2 separate regions of the Oryctolagus cuniculus genome follow, and region 2 is linked to region 1. A link is a contact called in public Micro-C data. All regions are on one chromosome and are shown on one strand. Each heading gives the region's core, a stretch centred on a gene start, on an enhancer-like site or on the middle of the called end of the contact. The rest is flanking DNA. Distances are from core to core; before and after follow the strand shown. Region 1 holds the start of BRPF3 (bromodomain and PHD finger containing 3). Region 2 holds the start of MAPK14 (mitogen-activated protein kinase 14).

Region 1 (4,776 bases), core at 1,141-3,640:
CAGCTGTTCTACTTCCAATCCAGCTCTCTGCTATGGCCTGGGAAAGCAGTGGAAAATGGCCCAAGTCCTTGGGCCCCCGCACCCACATGGGGAGACCGGAAGAAGCTCTGGCTCCTGGCTTCGGATCAGCGCAGCTCTGGCCATTGCAGCCAATTGAGGAGTCAACCAGCGGATGGAAGACCTCTCCCTCTCTCTCTGCCTCTCTGTGTAACTCTCACTTTCAAATAAATAAATAAATCTTTAAAAAAAAAAAAAAAACCTTCTTTCCCAAAACACTTAAATCCAATCTACTCTTGGGCAGCAAAATGCCCACATCATTCTCTGGATGGAGGGAACTACAAGAAGCTCATACAGCGCTGAGGTAGGTTCTCCCCAAAGACATCACCACCAAGAAACACCTCTGGGAAGGTCCACAGAGTGGACAGGGATTTGGAAGGGCATGGACAGGGGACGATTTCAAAGGGAAAAACAGACTTGTCACCTTGGTTGCAGGCTCTACCACCTTCATCTGTAATGTACAAGGTGATAATTTTGCATACTTTTACAAACTACAGATATATTTTCCTTTAGTATTTCTCACCACTACTTTGAGGAATAGTAGTAAACAAAGTATGTTCTCCGTTTGTTACAAAGAAACAGAAGCTCACAAAGATGTGACTTAACCCAAGCTAGAAAGTGACAGAGCTTCTCAACTCTTCTCACTGGGAGGTAAGAATATCACAAAGACGCCATCATCTAGAGGCTCTGAGGACCACCTAGGTTCTAACCTTGGCCCTGTGTGACTCAGGGAAAGCCACTTAACCTCTCTGTACCTCCACTCTCCACCAGTCAAATGAGGGCAGTAAAATCTACCTCTTCAGGGTTGCCATTTGTTAATAAGGTGTTATTAACATCCTCCTTTCAAAGGCCTCCCAAACTCCCAGTGTGACTGAAACAAACAAACAAACAACACAATTTGGCCGAGGACAGGCAGGCAGGCAGGCAGGCATCCACTCCACTCGGAGCCAAAGGAAACAGAATCAGCCCAGCAGTTCTGTCCGGGTTCCAGAGGCGCCTGGCCTCCAGATTCCTTACGGACGCCAAGTCCTCCAGGCAGCCTGGGCCAAGAGACCTGTTTTATTCCCCAGCCCGCCAAACGCAAGCAGCTCCGAGCAGAGGTGAGAACATCCAACTTACAAGTCTCCGGAGACCGGAGGGGCCCCTGCCTTCAATTAAGCCACCCAACGGTCCGCCCCACCGCTCCCTCCTCGGCAGCCCCCCGCCCCGCCCCAGCTCTCCGGACCAAGCCTCAGGACCCCGCGGAGCACACACCCGGAGGGAGGGGGCTGACGCCGGGGAGACCGACACGTTTCGCCCACATGGAGCTTACAGTCTAGATGAGGGTTTTTTTTGGCGGGAGTTTCTCAACCTACATAGTCCTTCGAACATACACACCTCCTCCAGAAATATTTCCAACACCTCTCTAGAGATTTTTTTCGGTCCCCTCAGGGCCCCCACTTGCCCATCCCCCCTCCCTGGGTCTCCCAAGAACAGGGAGTTTCTGCAATCAGACTGTGCCCCCTGCACTCCACACAACCCCCAGTCAAGGATTCTCCCGCCCATTTAAGGGGCACCTCTTCCAGAAGAATTTTGGGCCCTCAAAGAGGAAACAGGAGAAATAACATCTCCTCAGACCGGAGGAGAGCGCAGTAGACAGACACGGAATCGGACCCTCAGACAGAGAAAGCGAGCGCCAGCGAACCAGCGAGGCAGAGAGCCGAGTGCCCATTGGCCGCCTGACTTGCTCGTCAGGGGGAACTGGGGAACCAAGGGCCAACCAAGGGGCGGGACTCTCCGCTAGTCTGGCCAATTGGAGAACGTGGCGGGGGCGGGGCTTGGCAGCTCGACTTCCAGAGGCGGGGGGGAGACAAGATGGCGGCTGCGGGAGGGGGTCCTTGCTTTTCAGCTCCCCCCCTCACCCGCCTTCTCCTTCCCTGCCGCCGCCCTCGCTCCAGAGGAGAGCTTTCGCGCCGCCTCCGCCCCGCTCAGGGAGCCTCCCGCTTCCCCAGTCGTCCCCCTCCCTGCCCCGCGCAGTCCTTGGTCCCCGTAGGCCCCGCTGCCCGCTCCTTGGCTCTGTCTGGTCCCGCTGCCGCCCCCATTACCTCAGCCGCCGGCCCGACCCCACACCGTTCGGGGCGCCTGGGCTCGGGAGGGCCGGCCGCCGAGCAGATCGGCGCGGCCCGGGGAGCGGAGCGCGGCCTCCTCCCGCGCCGATCTCTGCGGCCTCTGCCGTGCCCCCTCCCGGCCCGCGGTGGGGCCCCGGCTCGGCTGCCGCCGCCGCCGCCGCTCCCGGGGGAGGAGGGGGAATGGAGCCGCCGCCGCCGCCGCCGCCGCCGCTGCCGCCACGGAGCCCGGCCGAGGGGAGGGAGGGATCAGCCCCCAGGCAGGATCCGCCCCTCCGGCCTCCCCCCCGCCACCTCCACCCCTTCCCTCGCTCCCTCCCTGGCTCCGCGGGTTCTCCCGCTGAACAGGAGCGAGAGCGCGAAAGGGGGGAAACGGGAGAAAAATCCCCCCGCCCGTCCCCGGCGCGGCGGCGGCCGGGGCGGCGCGGAGAGGAGCGCGGAGCCGCCGCTGCTGCCGCCGCCGCCGCCGCCGCCGCCACGGGGCACCGTCCCTGGCTCGGCCTCACGGTGGCGGTACGGACGCGGCAGGGGCACCGAGCAGAAACCGGGTCTGCGCCCGCCGCGGCCCCGGCTCACCCCGTCCATGCCAGCCGCCCCGCGCGCCTGACGAGAGCGTGGAGGGAAGGGGGGACCCCTAACTCTTTAGAATGGCCAGTCGCCCCTTCCCGGGTCTCCGCGGGCGAGGCAGCTAAGGTTGGGGTGACAAACTCCCGCCCCAAGCTGGAGGGCACCACCGAAGATTAAGCCAGGGCAGCCTTTGAAGTCCAAAGCGGGTCCGTGGTTTCCTGGGATGCAGGTGCCTGCGTGACTCCCAGAAGGTACCCCCGCCCCTGTCCAGGTCCCGAGGACAAAGGTCTGGCGCTGTCCAGCCCCTCCCCCAGGGAGGCCAGCCGGGAAAGCCCTGCCTCTGTTGTGTCCAGGTGAGCGCCTGGCTCCGCACCAGACATCCGCTAAGAAACGGACCTTAGTCGTGTGCCACCCTTTCCCTTCTGTATTTAAGGAGAGTAAACAGAAAAGTTTGACAGTCGATTTTTAAGGACGTCTGGTAACTCGTTCGTCAATGTAAGCACGGGAAACACTTTCTCCTAAAACCTGATTTGGCTAGGAGTCGGTTAATGTAATACTCCGGACGGCTGTCGACAAGATGCTTGGCAAATGGCAGCTCAGACTTGCAAAAGTAATCGAACTGGCTTCGGTTTTAATTAAAAAAAAAAAAAAATGGGTAAAGGACTTCTTTGCCACCTGCCCTCCCGCCCCTTAGCCTATGAATTGCAAGGCTTACCTCCTGAGACTTAAGCACCTCTTGGAGTGATGTTTATAAAGGACGCCTGGCTAGGCTGCCTCTACATGAGAAGCGGGATGACTTCTGAAAGGTCTCCCGTGCCTGCGCCGCTGGCGTGGCTGGGGAGACCGGGCTGGGTTCTGATGATCAAGGACTTGCATTCTAGGGACAGGACGGTGAAGGAGAAAGTCTTGAGGTCCAAGTCTTGGAAATGTTTACAATGAATGTACTGCTGCTGTTGAAAGATAGGTGTTCATTATCCTAAGGGGTTTAAACATAGAGTTTTCAAGTTTGATTGCGCTAGATTATGGAAGCTAATTTGCGTTGCAAAGGTAGTTTCTGAGTCGATGGTAGCATCATCTGGCAAAGAGCGGTGCAAAAACACTGGAGTTCACCAAGTTTTACAAAGAAAGGAGTGGCATGGGAAGCTAAGCCAGGGCAGGGCAATGTTTTGAAAGCTGTGAAGATGAAATAGTACGAATTACTGTCAAGTGTTCCAAAGCTAGGGGGAATAGGCATTTGGAAGGAAGATGTGGAAGAAAAGATGATTAATTGTAGAAGGGAAAGCCCCAGAGATGAAAGAATATTGCAGTTACTTTTAGTTAAGAATTAAAAAAACATAATAAGACCAGCAGAAGCAAGACTTTGATTTTTTTGTTCTTTTAAAACATGAAATATTACTCTTTATGCAAATGACTAGTACCTTTTATTTCTTGATAGGTGTTGTCAAAATTTATTTAACACCATTCCCACTTATGTGATCGGGAGCTATCTTTTTCCACTAAAATAAGTGAATAAATATCTGGAGAGAACGCGCTGACTTACACTTAGAAGTAAAATAATGGTTTAAATACTGTTGAAAATGCATTAAGCCATCCTAATGCATGAGATCTCTGGGTTTTTCTGCCTAGAGCTTTCATATTAAAACTGTGTCCAGCCTACATGTTTCTCTTCCATTTTCAGCTGTTACTTTTTTTGGGGGGGTAACATGGCCATTGTCCTCACTTTCACTTTTTAAATTTGGAATTGGTTTCTATTAGCGTAGCTGCACACATAACCAGTTCACTCTGATGTAATCTTAAATGTAACATGGAACAATTATGTCATTAAAAACAAATTTGGAACATGTATCAGAAATCCCAGAGGCGCTAAATTTAATTCACTTTAATCGTTAGCTATTTTAAAGAGTTTAATTCACCAGCCCCTGGCCTTTCCATTAAACCATACAGCAATTAAATTTAATAAACAAAGGCACAGACCTCTGATTTCAAATAGTTGTTTTGTAACATCCTTCATCTCAGTGGAAACTAACTTATTTGGAATAGAAGAATG
Region 2 (4,776 bases), core at 800-3,299, 190 kb after region 1:
TTTAAAGGAGCAATTATCTAAATACACCTCTGAAAATTAGCAAATCAATAACTAGTATATATACTAACTAAAAAAGCTTCAAATTCCTTGAAAAGGTTAACTGCCACAGCGTAAAAGTGGGAGAAAGATGTCAGCCACGGTGACACCTGCAGCATTACTCAAGCGGCTTGAACTAGAAAATGCAATACGATCTGTTGCTGGACACAATTGCACAATCTCAATTACCCAGAAGATTCTACCAAACAGGAAATTCATGATGTGATTTTAAGAAACACGGGAATCATATTTAAAGATGAACAAATCCAAAAGCCTGGAATTTGTTCCGAACAAAACAAAACAAAAAAAGCATTTTCCTAGCTCCTTTTCCACCCATGCATGCCCAGGAATTGATAAAACAGGAAAAAGCTTACTATGAAGCCGGACACTTAGTTTCAGATCAGGAGCTCTCAAAAGATACTAAGTATAAAATACAGTGTCTAAGGCCTTGGAAGTTAGAGAAGTCAGTGAAATACTTCAGGTCTGGAAATGTCCTGGTGTCAACTTAAATACAGGCACCTTGTAAAGGACAGCTGGCCGGTGTCTAACTTTCTTCTCCTGGAAGTTCCCGATCCTAACGAAAACCAAGTGTATCTCAGGCCATAGCCACAGATAAGGTCTCTGCACACTCTCCAAGGGGCCTTAAAAATACACGATTCACAGGAATTATCTCAACTTTCAAATATTCACAGTAGCTCCCTGCACCGTGAGCGACTTTTGGGTTTCGAGGGCACGCGGCGGAGGGATCCGAGGCTCCCCTGCTCCCCGTGAGAACCCTGCTTCGTCAAACAATACTTTAAATGAGCAGTGGTATGTGACTAATCAGCCAGGCCGCCAGTTTCTCAAGCGGCAGCCACCACCGCCGCCCTCCACGGAAAGGAAACACGCTCTCGACCGAATCGGAAACACACCACTCAAGCTGGCACAGGGCTCGCCGAGATAAAGCCGATATTTTAAGCCCTATGGGTCGCTGCGAATTCAAAAAGAACGCTTCTCCAGACGGGATTTCCACAGAGGTTTGCAAAAAAGAAGGAAAGAAAGAAAAGCCTGGAGGGGGCTACCTTCGTCGTCAGTTTTGTTCAGACCACCCGATCTCCCAACCGGGTTCTGCTTTCTCCCGCAGCTCCCCGGGTCGTCCGCGCCCCCGGGACGGGTGCACCCCCGGGAGAGGGTCCTTCTGCAAAGTGTTCGTAGGGACCCCCCTCCCCAGCTCCCCGCAGAACAGCCGCCCCTCCCCCAGGGCCTGCCCCCCGGGGGGGAGCAGCGCTCAGCGAAACGAAAGCGCAGGGCGTGCGCCAGGAGCGAGCTCCAGCCAGCACCACCACCTACCGCCCACAGCGGACCTGCGCCTGCACGCAATGGACCACCGCCCTGGGCGTGCAGGCTGCGGGATGCAGGGGGTGCAGGGACAGCCATGCTCTCCCTCGGGGGAAATTCCTGCCGCTGGGCGCATAGCGGAGCCGCGGGGGCAGGCCTGGCCCTCGGGCACCAGGGGCCACCCTACCCACCGCGGCCCCGGGCCTAGCAACACTCACCACACGGAGCCATAGGCGCCAGAGCCCACCGGGGACAGATTCTGGTAACGCTCGGGCACCTCCCAGATTGTCTTGTTCAGCTCCTGCCGATAGAACGTGGGCCTCTCCTGAGACATTTTCCAGCGACGGCCGCGGGGCGAGGAGGTGGCCCTGAGGTGCCCCCGCCTGCACCCACGCCCGCTCCCCGGCCCTCGTCGCCCGCCCAGGCGGGCGGGGACCTCGCGCTGGCCGCCGCGCAGGTGCGGCTGCTGAGACCCCCGCAGACACCCGCGCGTGCGGCCCCTGTCAGCTGCAGCTGCTGGACGCGCCTCAGGGACCGAGGCGAGCCCGGCAAAGGGCAGGAGCGCGCTCCGAGGCTGAGGGCTGCGCCCGCCGGGGTCTCCCTGCACCCTCTCCCGGGCCGGGCCGACGGCGGGCCGTGCCGCTGGACTCCCGCTCCAGTTGCAGCGCCAGCTGAGGCTCCAGTGGTCGCAGTTCCAGAGCCAGCGAACAGGAGCCGCCTGCCGTCCTCTCGCGAGATCAGCTCCCGGGACTCTCCGCGAGCCGAGATTTTACCCAATATGGAACCTCCCCGCGGGAGGGGGTTCGGGAGGAGAGAGCGCCGGAGGAGCAGTTCTCGCGAGAAGAGAGCAACAGCTGGAGCCCAGAGGCAGGAACTCCCGGGGACTGTTCTTCGGGGCGCCGAGGCGGACGGCTAAGGCGGGGATGCTCGCGCACCACAGGCCGCGCGCGCCCCACTGTGGTTGGTGGGGCTGTAGTGCCTGACCACTGCGGAGAGCGACGGGGACGAGTAAGCGTGTCGGGAAAAGAGCCAACAGATCTTGGAACTGCGGCCGAGCACCTGCTCGGTGGAACTCCGCCGTTTCCAAGAAATACCGGCGTCAAAAACTGGTTCCAGTCAGAAGGCCGTCGCATTCCCGTGTGCTCATGGACAGATGGCTAACCCTCCGGGACGCTGACGAAATCGGCCCCAAAGACAAATATTAGCCCCGCTGGAAGCCGAGACTTTGCACCCGAACGGGTGCAAAGGTCGCCCCGGGACCCTCAGGGGCCTCTGCGGGGGTCGGGGCCGTACAGGTGGCTCTGATGTGTCTTAAAAGCCGTGGCCCCGAAGCTTATAAACCGACTTCGGCCCCAAGAGCAGTCCTGAGAAGAGGACTTGGAGATTTTAAGTGGGGGCTCTCCCAGGAAGGCGGAGGAGCAGGGAGTGCGCTTGTGGCAATGTCGCTTTTAGGCAAGCCGGTAGGCCCTGCTCAGTTGCAAGAGAACTCCGGTCCTCCGTTCCCACCTCATAGGGACAAGAAAATACCCGCGAGTGGGCAAGTGTTGTAACCCCAGGCCCATACCTACTGGTGCTGGCCCGGCCCGTGCTAACGCCTGCTACCCTGAGCGCAAGGATGGGAGTCTATCTTGTCCTCCGATCCTTTGAGGGCCACCCCAGGACAGGGGCCGAGGGCTCCCACGGCCGTGTTCTCCTTCCTCGCCCCCGCTCTCGTTGCCCGCCCGCCCCGAACGCCCGCGGGTTCGGCCGCAACGGCTCGGGAACCGCCGGCGTCCGGGTCGGCAGCGCTGCCAGCCAGGCCAGAGCCCTGGGAGACCCGAGCCGCCCGCCGCACTCCCGCCTCGGGCGGGGAAACAGGTGAGCTGCTGCCAGGGCCGCCCGGGAGGCGGGGCTGCAGGCAGAGAGTCGCGGGTCGCGGGCCGGGCTGGGTCCGCCGCCCGCAGCGGGGTCCCGCACGTCGCGGGCGCTCGCTCGGTCAATATTGGTAGAGTGAGTGGCTGACGACGGTGCCTGGAAGCTTATCTCCCGCCTCTGCTTTGAACGGCCGCGTGGAACGGCACCGGCAAGAGGCAGTTCGTGCCCTTTGCAAGCGGACTCCTTCCAGACGCCCTGGAGTTGGCTCGCCCGCCCCGTCGGTCTCGTCACTTTATGCTCCCTGACTGAACCCCTTCCCGATCCCTTGGCTCCTCCTCTTCCCATCCAATCCTGTTTATGCACGGGCGTCCCCCGGCGAAGAGGCGAAGACTGCTGCAACACCCCGGTCCCCATTCTGAGTCAGGCCAGCGCCAGCCCCACTCTTGCTTTGTTGGATGGAGGGCAGTCACGCCCAGCCGCTAGACAGTGGCCGAAGGAACTTGGAAATGATGCTCTTTGCTGCCGGCGCCGCGGCTCATCACGCTAATCCTCCACCTATGGTGCCGGTACCCCGGGTTCTAGTCCCGGTTGGGGCGACGGATTCTGTCCCGGTTGCCCCTCTTCCAGTCCAGCTCTCTGCTGTGGCCCGGGAGGGTAGTGGAGGATGGCCCAAGTCCATGGGCCCTACACCCGCATGGGAGACCAGGAGGAAGCTCCTGGCTCCTGGCTTCGGATCAGAGCAGCGCCGGCCGTAGCGGCCATTTGGGGAGTGAACCAACAGAAGGAAGACCTTTCTCTCTGTCTCTGTCTCTCTCACTAACTCTGCCTGTCAAAAGAAAAAAAAAAAAAAGAAAATGATGCTCTTTGCTTATGCCTTCTCTGTGTTTCAAATGCATTAGGATAAAAATCCTAATGGTAACAGTCTAAGAGGCGTGTGTGAGCGAATTACAAGTTACTTTCAAATTTTGGAAGTGAATTTTGCCTTCCCATGCTTATAGGGAACATATGGAAGACTCTCACAATTAAATGAGTCCTTTGGATGTCACATCTATTGGGTCAGCAGACAGAAAATTGGGTTGTATTTAAATGTTGTATTCTTGGCTTTTAAAATACTTTGAAGACAGCTTATGTAAATGGGTGGATAAGGGTAGGTTGCCTGTATTTCAGCTGTCCAACAACTTACCACTGAGAAGCTGACTCAAGACAAGCGATGCCATTTGTGGTGGTCCTTATACTGTATCAGGGTCACCAGGAGGGCTCTGAAAATCAGCTGCCACCCTCTCCCAACACACACACACACACACACACACACACACACCCGGGTTTCTGACTCAGTGGATCTTGCTACGTGGGACCTACCTGTCAGTAGGAGCCTCTGGTCATTACATCATGTCAGGAAGAGTCCTGCTGAGCCACTAAGGTTTCTATGGTATGAGAAAGAAGGACATAAGGGACAGGGGCTGGGCTGAAGCCAGGAACTCAATCCCGGTCTCCTACATGGGTGACAAGAGCCCATGAACTATCCCCTCTGCTTCCCAGGGTCTGCTTTAGCAGAAAGCTGGAATTAAG

The links. Hi-C and Micro-C count contacts between places; a contact is called where the count stands out from the background.
Region 2: a contact with region 1 is called in a Micro-C map of ear pinna, with 5 times the contacts expected there. The contact joins the promoter of MAPK14 here to the promoter of BRPF3 in region 1. A contact is called at or near these places in 3 of 6 Hi-C or Micro-C datasets (ear pinna, psoas muscle and an unstated tissue).

The regions. Positions count from the first base shown.
Region 1 is chr5:133,294,354-133,299,129 of mOryCun1.1, forward strand. BRPF3 (bromodomain and PHD finger containing 3) reads right to left here and starts at 2,391. Exons shown (of 13, transcript XM_070074150.1): 1 at 2,142-2,391. It also overlaps LOC127493201.
Region 2 is chr5:133,479,723-133,484,498 of mOryCun1.1, forward strand. MAPK14 (mitogen-activated protein kinase 14) reads right to left here and starts at 2,050. Exons shown (of 12, transcript XM_002714646.5): 1 at 1,572-2,050. The coding sequence starts at 1,687. SLC26A8 (solute carrier family 26 member 8) reads left to right here and starts at 2,210. Exons shown (of 21, transcript XM_051855725.2): 1 at 2,210-3,210; 2 at 4,747-4,776. It also overlaps the pseudogene LOC127493149.